Regions from separate parts of the Sus scrofa genome. Here region 2 is linked to region 1. A link is a contact called in public Hi-C data. All regions are on one chromosome and are shown on one strand. The core of a region is the stretch at or near the end of the contact, and the rest is flanking DNA. Distances in the headings are between cores, read along the strand shown.

Region 1 (4,764 bases), core at 881-3,380:
GGCAGTTCTAAGAATTCTCACGCCAGCCCTATGATGACGTTTCTCAAAGTGTGGTCCCTGGATCACCAAGAACAGAACAATGGAGGAGGTGCGTGCTTAAAATGCAGCCTAGAGGATCCATCACTGATCTCTAGAATCAAATTTCTGGGAGTAGTACAAATCATGAGATATCACCTCACACCTGTCTATCATCAAAAAAAGAATACAAATAAATGTTGGTGAGGATGTAAAGGGAACCCTCGTACGCTGTTGGTGGGAATGTAAATTGGTGCAGCCACTGTGGAAAACAGTATGGAGGTTTCTTAAAAAAATAAAAACACAATTACCATATGACCCAGTAATTCCACTCCTGGTTGTATATCTAAAAAAACCCAAATCACTAATTCAAAAAGATACATGCCCTAATGTTCATAGCAGCATTATTTACAATTCCCAGGACAAAGAAGTAACATAAACGGCTAAAAAAAGAGGTGATACACATACAAAATGGACTACTACTCAACTATAAAAAAAGAACGAAACTTTACCATTTGCAGCAACATGGATGCACTTGGAGGGCAGTATGCTAAGTGAAAGAATTCTGACACAGAAAGACAAATACTGTGTATCACTTATATGTGAAATTAAACAACAACAACAACAACAAACCAGTGAATAGCACAAAAAAGAAGCAGACTCACAAATATAGAGAAAAAAACTAGTGGTGGTGGTGGAGTAATACAGGGGAGGGGGAAAGGAGGTACAAACTATTGGGTATAAGATAGGCTGAAGGATGCATTGTATAACACCAGGAATACAGCCAATATTTTGTAATAACTGCAAATGGAAAGTGACCTTTAAAAATTGTATAAAATTTTTTTAAATTATTTTTAAAATTTCTGGGAGGGGTTTTGGCATTTTTAAGGCACAAACTTATTTTGAGAACTACTGTCCCAGAATCGAGGTGGGGGGTGGGGTGGGTGGAAGTGTCAGGCACCAGGACGCGTTGAGGGTGAAGTTCTTTGACTCCGATTCATCATATTCAACTGCTGTAACTACAACACTTTGTTTGGGGGAACATTAAAAAAAACCCTTAAATTCTCAGGTAACAGCTGCAGATAGCTGTTTAACAGCTACTAAGGGAACAATTAAAAGGGCCTGAAAAACGCATTTTCATAAACTGGTTAACCAGTTCCTCACAGCCTTGTTTATCTTGTTAGTTTGTTCACTGGTTTCTCGATTAAAAATCAGTAGGTTCAATCCAGGAATTTTCAGAAAGAATCACAAACTCCAAAATAGATTTTTTCAATAGAGCAAAACTAGGCTTGTAAACCTGAAGACACTGAACGCTATACAAAGCAAGGTTTTATTTAAAAGAAAATTACCGGTTCAGGCTCCCCCAGCGCTTTCACACTCAGAGGCACTGATGAAAGCTAGCAATTTGTGGGTGGCAGAGAAGACATACTTCGAAGCAGGGGCGCAAAAAGTGTGCACTCTCCGCTCCAGAGTTTGGGAAAAAGTCTGACCAACTACCTAATTTTTAATGAATTCAATTAGTTGCTAGAAAAGAACGCGTCTGCAAACGTTTTATCCATTTACACGGCAGGGCTCATCATTTTTCTTCTTTGGGGATAAAAACACCAAAAGGCCTGCAGAAAAGTCAAGTTGATACTTTAGTCGTCCCCACGACGGTGCTATTTCCACATAAATCGACTCCCTTCTGCCCCCCAAAAACAGGCTTTACCCTCAGCAAGGAAACCAGCGGCCGCAACTCCTTTGCCAACGTTTTTCCTCGAGATGACCGTAGCCCCGCGGCCTTTCAACTGGAGGTCCGACCCGGCGCCGGCCACCCGAGCGGCGCCCGGAGGAGATGGCTCCCCAGCCCCCGACAGGAAAGCACCTTTTGGGGCCAGGCCCGCTGCCACACCGGGTCTTCGCCTCCAACCTGTCCCGCGCCTCGACTTACCTGACGCTCCCTGCCGCGCTCTCGCGCTCGGGGCCCGAATCCACCCGGGAGGCGCGCGCACCCGGCGCCGCGAGCAGTCGCCGCGGGGACCGGTAGTGCCGCAGCGGCGCGCGCCCCCGCCTCGGCCCGCGCGGCCACGCGGCTGAGTAACCCAGCACTTCACGTTAAGAGTCCCCCTCGGCGCGCAGGGCACGCCGGGAAGGTCGGGCTCGGGCCCGCCCGCTGGGCCACACGCAGTAGGGGGTCCCGTTTCATCCCGCGCAAGCCCTGCAGTGCGGTCGTTCTCACTCCGTCACTACCAGGGTAGATTGGTTTCCGAGCTGCGGATACCCTCTTTCAATTATTAAAGATATAAAACGGAAAAGTTAGTAGTTACCTGAATTGTGAAATAAGCTCGCACAGCCCTGGGACAGCTAGTGCTTTTAGAAAATTGTGGAGGCCAGATCTTTGCATACTTTTGGTGGAGGAGACGGCAAGAATGATGGAGTTCCTTTAACACGTTTTGCTTGGAAGCCCGTATCTGCATAGGCATTCTGACCGAAAGGAGGGCGGGAAATGCCCACGTTCTCCCCCTAACCTTGAGTTTAATGAAACTACATACCATAGCAAATAAAGCAGAATTACAAATTTTTAATCAACCTGAAGCAAATTAGTGGGAAATTGGCCGTGCTACGAGTAAAATATTTCAACACTCAAAAAACCTGGAGTTCCCTTTGTGGCTCAGAGGACATGAACCTGACTACTATCCATGAGGATGCAGGTTCTATCCCTGGCCTCGCTCAGTGGGTTGAGGATCCTGCATTGCGGTGAGCGCTGGCCAGCAGCTACAGTTTCCATTTGACCCCTAGCCTGGGACCCTCCATATGCCACGTGTGCGGCCCTAAAAACACAAAAGACAAAACAAAAAAAATCTGTATATAGTCCATGACCTAAAAAGCATGAAAAGAAAGAAATAGCATCAGTCCTTTTTGTCATTTCTTCTGTTTTTTGTACTTCACAGCAGGAAACGAATCCGACTAGGAATCATGAAGTTGCGGGTTCGATCCCTGGCCTCGCTCAGTTTTGCTCAGCTGGTTAAAGATCTGACATTGCCCTGAGCTGTGGTGTAGGTCGCATACGCGGCTCGGATCCCGAGTTACTGTGGCTCTGGCATAGACCGGTGGCTACAGCTCCGATTAAACCCCTAGCCTGGGAACCTCCATATGCCTTTTTAGGGTGTGGCCCCAAAAAGACATAAATAAATAAATAATAAAAGTTATGAAATTTAAATAAAAAGCTATATTGATTATGCAAACTATTCAAAACCTATTAAGTTAATAACAGTGTTTTGAGTCAACTTTTTTATGTAAGTCTAGCAATTAATGTGGGGCTAATGAGGATTAGCATTGAAATGGAAGAAATATGAGCAAATATCTCATTCCAGTAGGTTGCAAATGGTTGTGGGATACTTGTACAGCAAAATTGCCTCATTAAAGGCAACAACTTTAATTTCAAAAACAAGCTATAAACTTGATCATTATAATTTGATCTTAGAGCTATAGAGGGCATTCCCAGTTCCTATTCTCTCACTTCACTTATAATGATTGTAAGGACCTGGTACTGTGTTTGAATAAGGATGGGCTAGCTTATTACGCTCCATTAGTCACCTGTAGGCAGTGATTCTACAAGGCTGCTCACCTTCAAGTGGGTAACTCAGCATTCCCGGCTGCTTCCACCTCTGGCTCTGTCAACCCATCATGGATTGTGGAAGAACTAGACTGCAGAATCCAGCAAGGGCTTTTCTTTGCCTCCTCTAGCTGTGGACCTGTCACTTCTGCTGACATTTCACTGGCCTGAACTAGTTACATGACTAAACCTGACTGACTCTAAGCAGCTTGGGAGGTATAACTTCCTGTGTGCCTGGGAAGAGAACCAAGAAAGAAGATGCCATGGACAGATAGCATTGTTTCTGTCACAGTGTGTAATACTAAAAGTAAATATAAACCAATTTTAATGTGTCATGGGATTCAAACTGTTCAACTAAAGTAGCACAGAGAATTGTTCTATGCCTTTATTTCCATTTCTATAAAGTACAATATTAAGTCTTTTGAATTAAAGAAAGAAAGAAAAAAACCTTTCTGATGTTCCATCAAGATAGTTCTTGAAATAAATTCTTCCTTTCTGGGAAGATTTCTCTCTATAGGTTTATAATATACTAAAATCTGGACCCACTCTGGTGTAGGCCCGCAGCTACAGCTCCAATTTGACACCTAGCCTGGGAATTCCCACATGCTACAGGAGCAGCCTAAAAAGAAAAAAAAAAAAAAAAAAAAAAAAAAATCTGGCCCCAAAGTTGGAGAAATAGTAAAGACTAAACGGTTCTGTTTTTGCTTATAATTCAATATAATGAAAAGCCTTATTAGACCTGGTACTTTTTTTGGATAGTCATCAAGGAGATGGTGTATGAGAAACGTACAGACACAGAAAGCACAGGTATATGCTGCTTTTTTTCATTTTATTTCTAACAATGCATTTCTAAAAGGTGAATCTCTCAGATGTATTTGTATGTGAAGTTGAAACCTGGCAGACCTGGAATTTTCTTTCTTTCTTTTTTTTTCTTTTTAGGGCTGCACCTGCAGCATATGGAGTTCCCAGGCTAGACGTTCAATTGGAGCTGCAGCTGCTGGCCTACACCACAGCCCCAGCCATGCCAGATCCAAGCCACACCTGTGCCCTATGCCGCAACTTGTGGCAACGCCGGATCCTTAACCCACTGAGTCAGGCTAGGGTTTGAACTCACATCCTCATGAATACTAATCAGGCTTTTAACCTGCTGCGCC
Region 2 (4,528 bases), core at 656-3,155, 210 kb before region 1:
GATGCAAAGGCGGGTGAAGCTTCATGCTGGGAAGGCGTATTTGCTATTAGCGCTGGGGCCAGAAGGGGACGCTGGTCTCCAGGAAATCACGCACGGGGTGGGAGGTGCGTGGGCAGAGCCTGGGACAGCGGCAGGGAGTTGTGATGAGTCAGTTTCCTGCAAAACGCTCCCCGCCCGCCAAAACTTCGCTTCCACTCCGGCTGCGCGTCACCCTTGGACGGGGAGGGGGAGGGGAGGGGGAGCGGGGGCCGCAAACACGTCACGCTGAGCCAGCCAGGCTTCCGAAACGCCGCCACTGTTGGGAAACCGCGCGCTCTCGCGCCGTCTCCTGTCACACGCGCGCACACACACACACTCACACACTAACTCTCTTTCTCTCACATACGCACACACACACGCGCGCGCACAGGCGCGCGCAGAGATCTGGTCTCTCCACCTTATCTCCACGCCCAAACCAGGGGATGAGTCAGATCCCTGGAAAATAAAAATAGACGGGAGCAACGAAAACAAAACCGCTCGAAAGTCCTCCCCGAAACGCAACGTGGAGGAAGGGAAGGAGGGAGGGAGTTGCCTAGACGGCCTAAAGTGCCAAACCCATTTCCAAAATTCTTTTCCGCACGAGGAGGGCGCAAGTGTCCCCCGAGGGCCCCCGGACCCGGCGGACAAAACCGACGCACGGTAGTCCTCTCGCGGCGGCGGCGGCGCCCGAAGGGAGACTCGCCCTCCAGCTCCGCTCAGCCGGGTCACCCTCGGAGACGGAATTCTGGACTAGGCTGGGGTGACTGCAGCCCACGAATGCAGGTGAAAGAGGCCCTGAACAGTGTCGCACCCTGAAGCCCCATTTCTCAAAGTCGCGACCCCTTCCTGCCTCCCACCCCGGCGGGGGCTGCGTATCCCGCAGCGCAGCGGAGCCGGCCTCGGTTCTCGCCCCTGAGTCCACACGCCCGACCCAGCTGCAGGCTGGGCAGGGGTTCTCTAGGAGGCGGTGCGAGAAAGTTAGGTCCGGCCTTTATGCTTCTCGAACTGACAGGCACAAGCCCACCCATCGCGGGGCCGCGACTCCAGGTCCCCGAGGGTGCGCCGCGGGGCGGGGACCGGAACCCAGTGGTGGACCTCCCGGCGTCCCGGCTTCCCTGGGAACACTCTGTGCCAGGCAAATAAGTCACTGTGCTGAAGGGGGTCAGAGACCATGGGGACGCAGGGAAGGGGACTTCTGGGGGAGCCATGGTCTCCCAGCGCTGGCGGAGTTCTGACCTCACCCAGCCCGTTCCTCCAGGGTCTTCTTGTCACCGAGAGTCACCTCTTTGCTTACCCCTAAGGGACGTGTCCCGACACGTTCCCAAGGGCTGAGGACAGTCCGCGCTGACCTCAGCGCCCAGCCTATTGGCGGACACGGCAGCGCTAGGGACCCAGACCTCGGGGGTCTGGGCTGGGGCCTCACTGACTGGATCCAAGAGCCACCGCGGAACGGATCTCAGATGAACCTGCCCTGCTCGGCGTTCCACGCCCCTCCTGGAGCCCTCCGTGGACAGGGCTTCATCCCCACGCCTTGACCGCGCCAAGCCGGGCGCCCAGGGCGCACCCACGGTCCGGTCCAATACTTCCCTGGCCCCAGCAGTTTCAAGCGGAGGGAGCCCGGCGAGGATCCTCGATATTCGTGCCCCCTCTCCCTGCCCAGAGCCTTCCGCACATCCCGGCCCCGGTCCCAGGCGCACGTACAGACCCCCGTGTGCGCAAAACCGAGACCCACGCACAGACCCAAGCACGCCGTTCACCTGTGAACACAGCACATACAACGCCCCCACGGACACACCCACGGAGGTGCGCCGACACGCACGCGGACACGCTCTGCTCAGCTCAGAGCCGCAGCCGGGGATCCGCTCCTGCCTGCCCTGGCTCCCTCACCTCTTCTGAGGGTCGGTGTCTCCGAGAATCCGCGCCCAGCTCCGGATCTCCCAACTACCGACTCTGGCAGCTGCTCACACCTCAGCTGGCGCCGCCCGGCTCAGCGCTCATAAAAGGACTCGGGAGGCGGGACCTGATGCTCCGCCCACAGCGTGCTAGGGACCGCCTCGCACCAGGAGGACCCAGGCTCTTGGCGGCTTCCCTTGGCTCAGAGCTCTGATGCCAGCCTCGCGAAGTCACTTCCCTCCTCCCCATTCCCGAGTCTGTACGCTTGACACATTCTCCCGCCCCTCCTCCCGCCCCAGAATTGGGCCCCAAATCTGTTTTTTTGTTTTTTGGGTTTTTTTTTTGTTTGTTTTTTTAAGTGGGGAGTGAGTTGGCATTCTCCTTCAGGTGTCGGCATCGTGGACAAACCCCCTCTCAGGTCCACTGCCGACTGCCTCTGGGCAAAGATTTACCCAAAGCAGCTGAATAGACCACAAGGGGTGACATTAACAAATAACATCCTTTACTACTACTACTACTACTACTACTACTACTACTACTACTACTACTACTACTACTACTACAAGATACACCTGGCTTTACAATTCCCAGAAAAGCCTCACTATACCACCACTATTCCCACCGGTCCCTCACTACACTACCTCTCCCCATCACTGAGGCATCCAGACATCCCCACCAAAGCATTCTTGGAGGCCCTACAGGATTTAATTCCCTTTATTTCACAGATGGGAAACTGAGACCCACAGAACTAAAGAGGTGAAAAGCTGTTATTTGTCAAATGCCCCAGGGAAGGAAAGGACTGGGGACACTGCTAAGAAAAGGGTCTCCAAAGGAAAAGGGACCCTGAACTAGTCTTCCTCCCCCCTCCTCCTCACTCCCTGCACCCACCTCCCTCTCACCTCAGCAGAAGAAAGCTCTGTGATTGCAGCAGATTTGATGGCTAGGAAAGGGATTTGGTGGGTGGGTTATTTCCTGGATAGTCCCCACACAGCCCACATACACCGCTGAGAAACTGAGGCTTGGTGGCCTGACTCAGGTAAAATAGCAAATGAATGGTGACGGTTGGAACATAAGCCTTTTGCCTCTCACTCAGAGCTCTCTGCTCCTTGTCCTCTCTATTTCAGTGGCTCTAGAATGAGGGAAACCCCCTGCACCCCTCATTTCCAGGCAGTATACTGAGGTGACATTGTTGAGAGACAATTCTGGAAATGTCCACCTGTGTTTCTGAGAGATACAAAAACCAGTGAGGTGCTTCCCCCCACCTTCACCCTCCCAGCCCTTCTTGAACCTCACCTTTTTTCCTCCCCTCACCAAAAACATTTACACCTTCTGCTTTTAAAAAATAACATAGAACACAGTGTTCATCTAAACAGAAATCCCACTAAAAAACAGAATCCAGGCTTGGAGCAGCTACAATTACTGACATCTAGGGCTGTTCAGTGTCTTGAAATCTCTGCCCGGACATGCCCAGTCTTCTTCCTCTAATGCAGCTGACCTCGGGGAGGACAGGCCTCCCTCTCCTCTACAGCCTGGGCAGGAGCCCGGGCAGGGGTGGGAGGGGACATTACCAGCCCCCCTTTCTGACCTGATATTCGAGTCAGGCCAGGATTGCAGCCAGAATTCAAAAGCATCTCAAAAAGGCCGAGGGACCTCTGCAGCAGCCCTCCCCACCTCCGGTGCACCCGTATGGCCACACCACCCAAAGGCTAAGTTGTCAAATGTCCAGCAGAGAACAGACACATCCTCCTACTGCCTTGAATCCCCTTGGCTTTCAGGCATTTCAAATAGACTTGACATTGTTAGTCTGTTTACTTTGGGGAAAAAAAATTTTAATGAAGGCTTGTATTGAATTATTTGAAGTTTTGTGGTACTGAACTCCACAATGAAATAATTCTTTTTGTTGTTGTTGTTGTTGTTGTTAGGAAGTGAATTTTTTTATAACTTCTAGCCCATCACCACCACCACAACAGAATTCAACAAATATTTATTAAGCACCTACTAAGTGTCTAGTACGGTTCAGTACTTTTCCAAAAAAGTTTCCAGACATACACTTGAATGTGTAGCCAGGTGGTTTTTTTGGCCACATCCACAGGATGTGGAAGTTCCTGGGCCAGGGATTGAACCCTCACCACAGTGGCAGCAATGCTGGATCCTTAACCTGCTGCGCCACAGGGAACTTCCAAGCCACCTATACCCTTAAAGAAGGACTTCTGCCCTGAACAGGCTAAGAAGTAGGTTGTTAGAAGCCACAGGGAAGATCTGACTCCTAAAACACACACAAACACATGCACGTGCACGCCTTCACACACATACACACACACAACAGGTCTCAGGCCACTCCCAAGGGATCTGCTGCAAATCATATATTTTTTCAGAGAAACTCAGACCAAGGTCTCCCTGGGGTCTCTGGGGGTCTCCTGCCTCCTACCACCCACCTTTTCTCTGAAAGCAGGTGGCCCCGAGGACAAAACAGCCAGCAGCTTCTTCTATGCCAAGGCTCAACATGTTAGGACATGTTCTTGAGAGCCTGAATGCTAGTCAGGACCACAACCTGCTGCCCAGGCAAGACTCCTAGGAAGCAGGAGGCTTAGGGACAGAGTGAGACTCAGCTCGAGGG

What was found. A called contact is a pair of places that touch in the nucleus more often than the background predicts.
Region 2: a contact with region 1 is called in a Hi-C map of embryonic fibroblasts, with 3 times the contacts expected there. The contact joins the promoter of CDKN1A here to the promoter of KCTD20 in region 1. A contact is called at or near these places in 2 of 47 Hi-C or Micro-C datasets (embryonic fibroblasts and mesenteric adipose tissue) and 1 of 2 datasets of contacts at active chromatin or transcription factors (alveolar macrophages).

The regions. Positions count from the first base shown.
Region 1 is chr7:32,143,410-32,148,173 of Sscrofa11.1, reverse strand. It overlaps KCTD20 (BTB/POZ domain-containing protein KCTD20), which reads right to left and starts at 2,130. Exons shown (of 8, transcript XM_005665921.3): 1 at 1,946-2,130.
Region 2 is chr7:32,352,153-32,356,680 of Sscrofa11.1, reverse strand. CDKN1A (cyclin-dependent kinase inhibitor 1) reads right to left here and starts at 1,905. Exons shown (of 4, transcript XM_013977858.2): 1 at 1,776-1,905.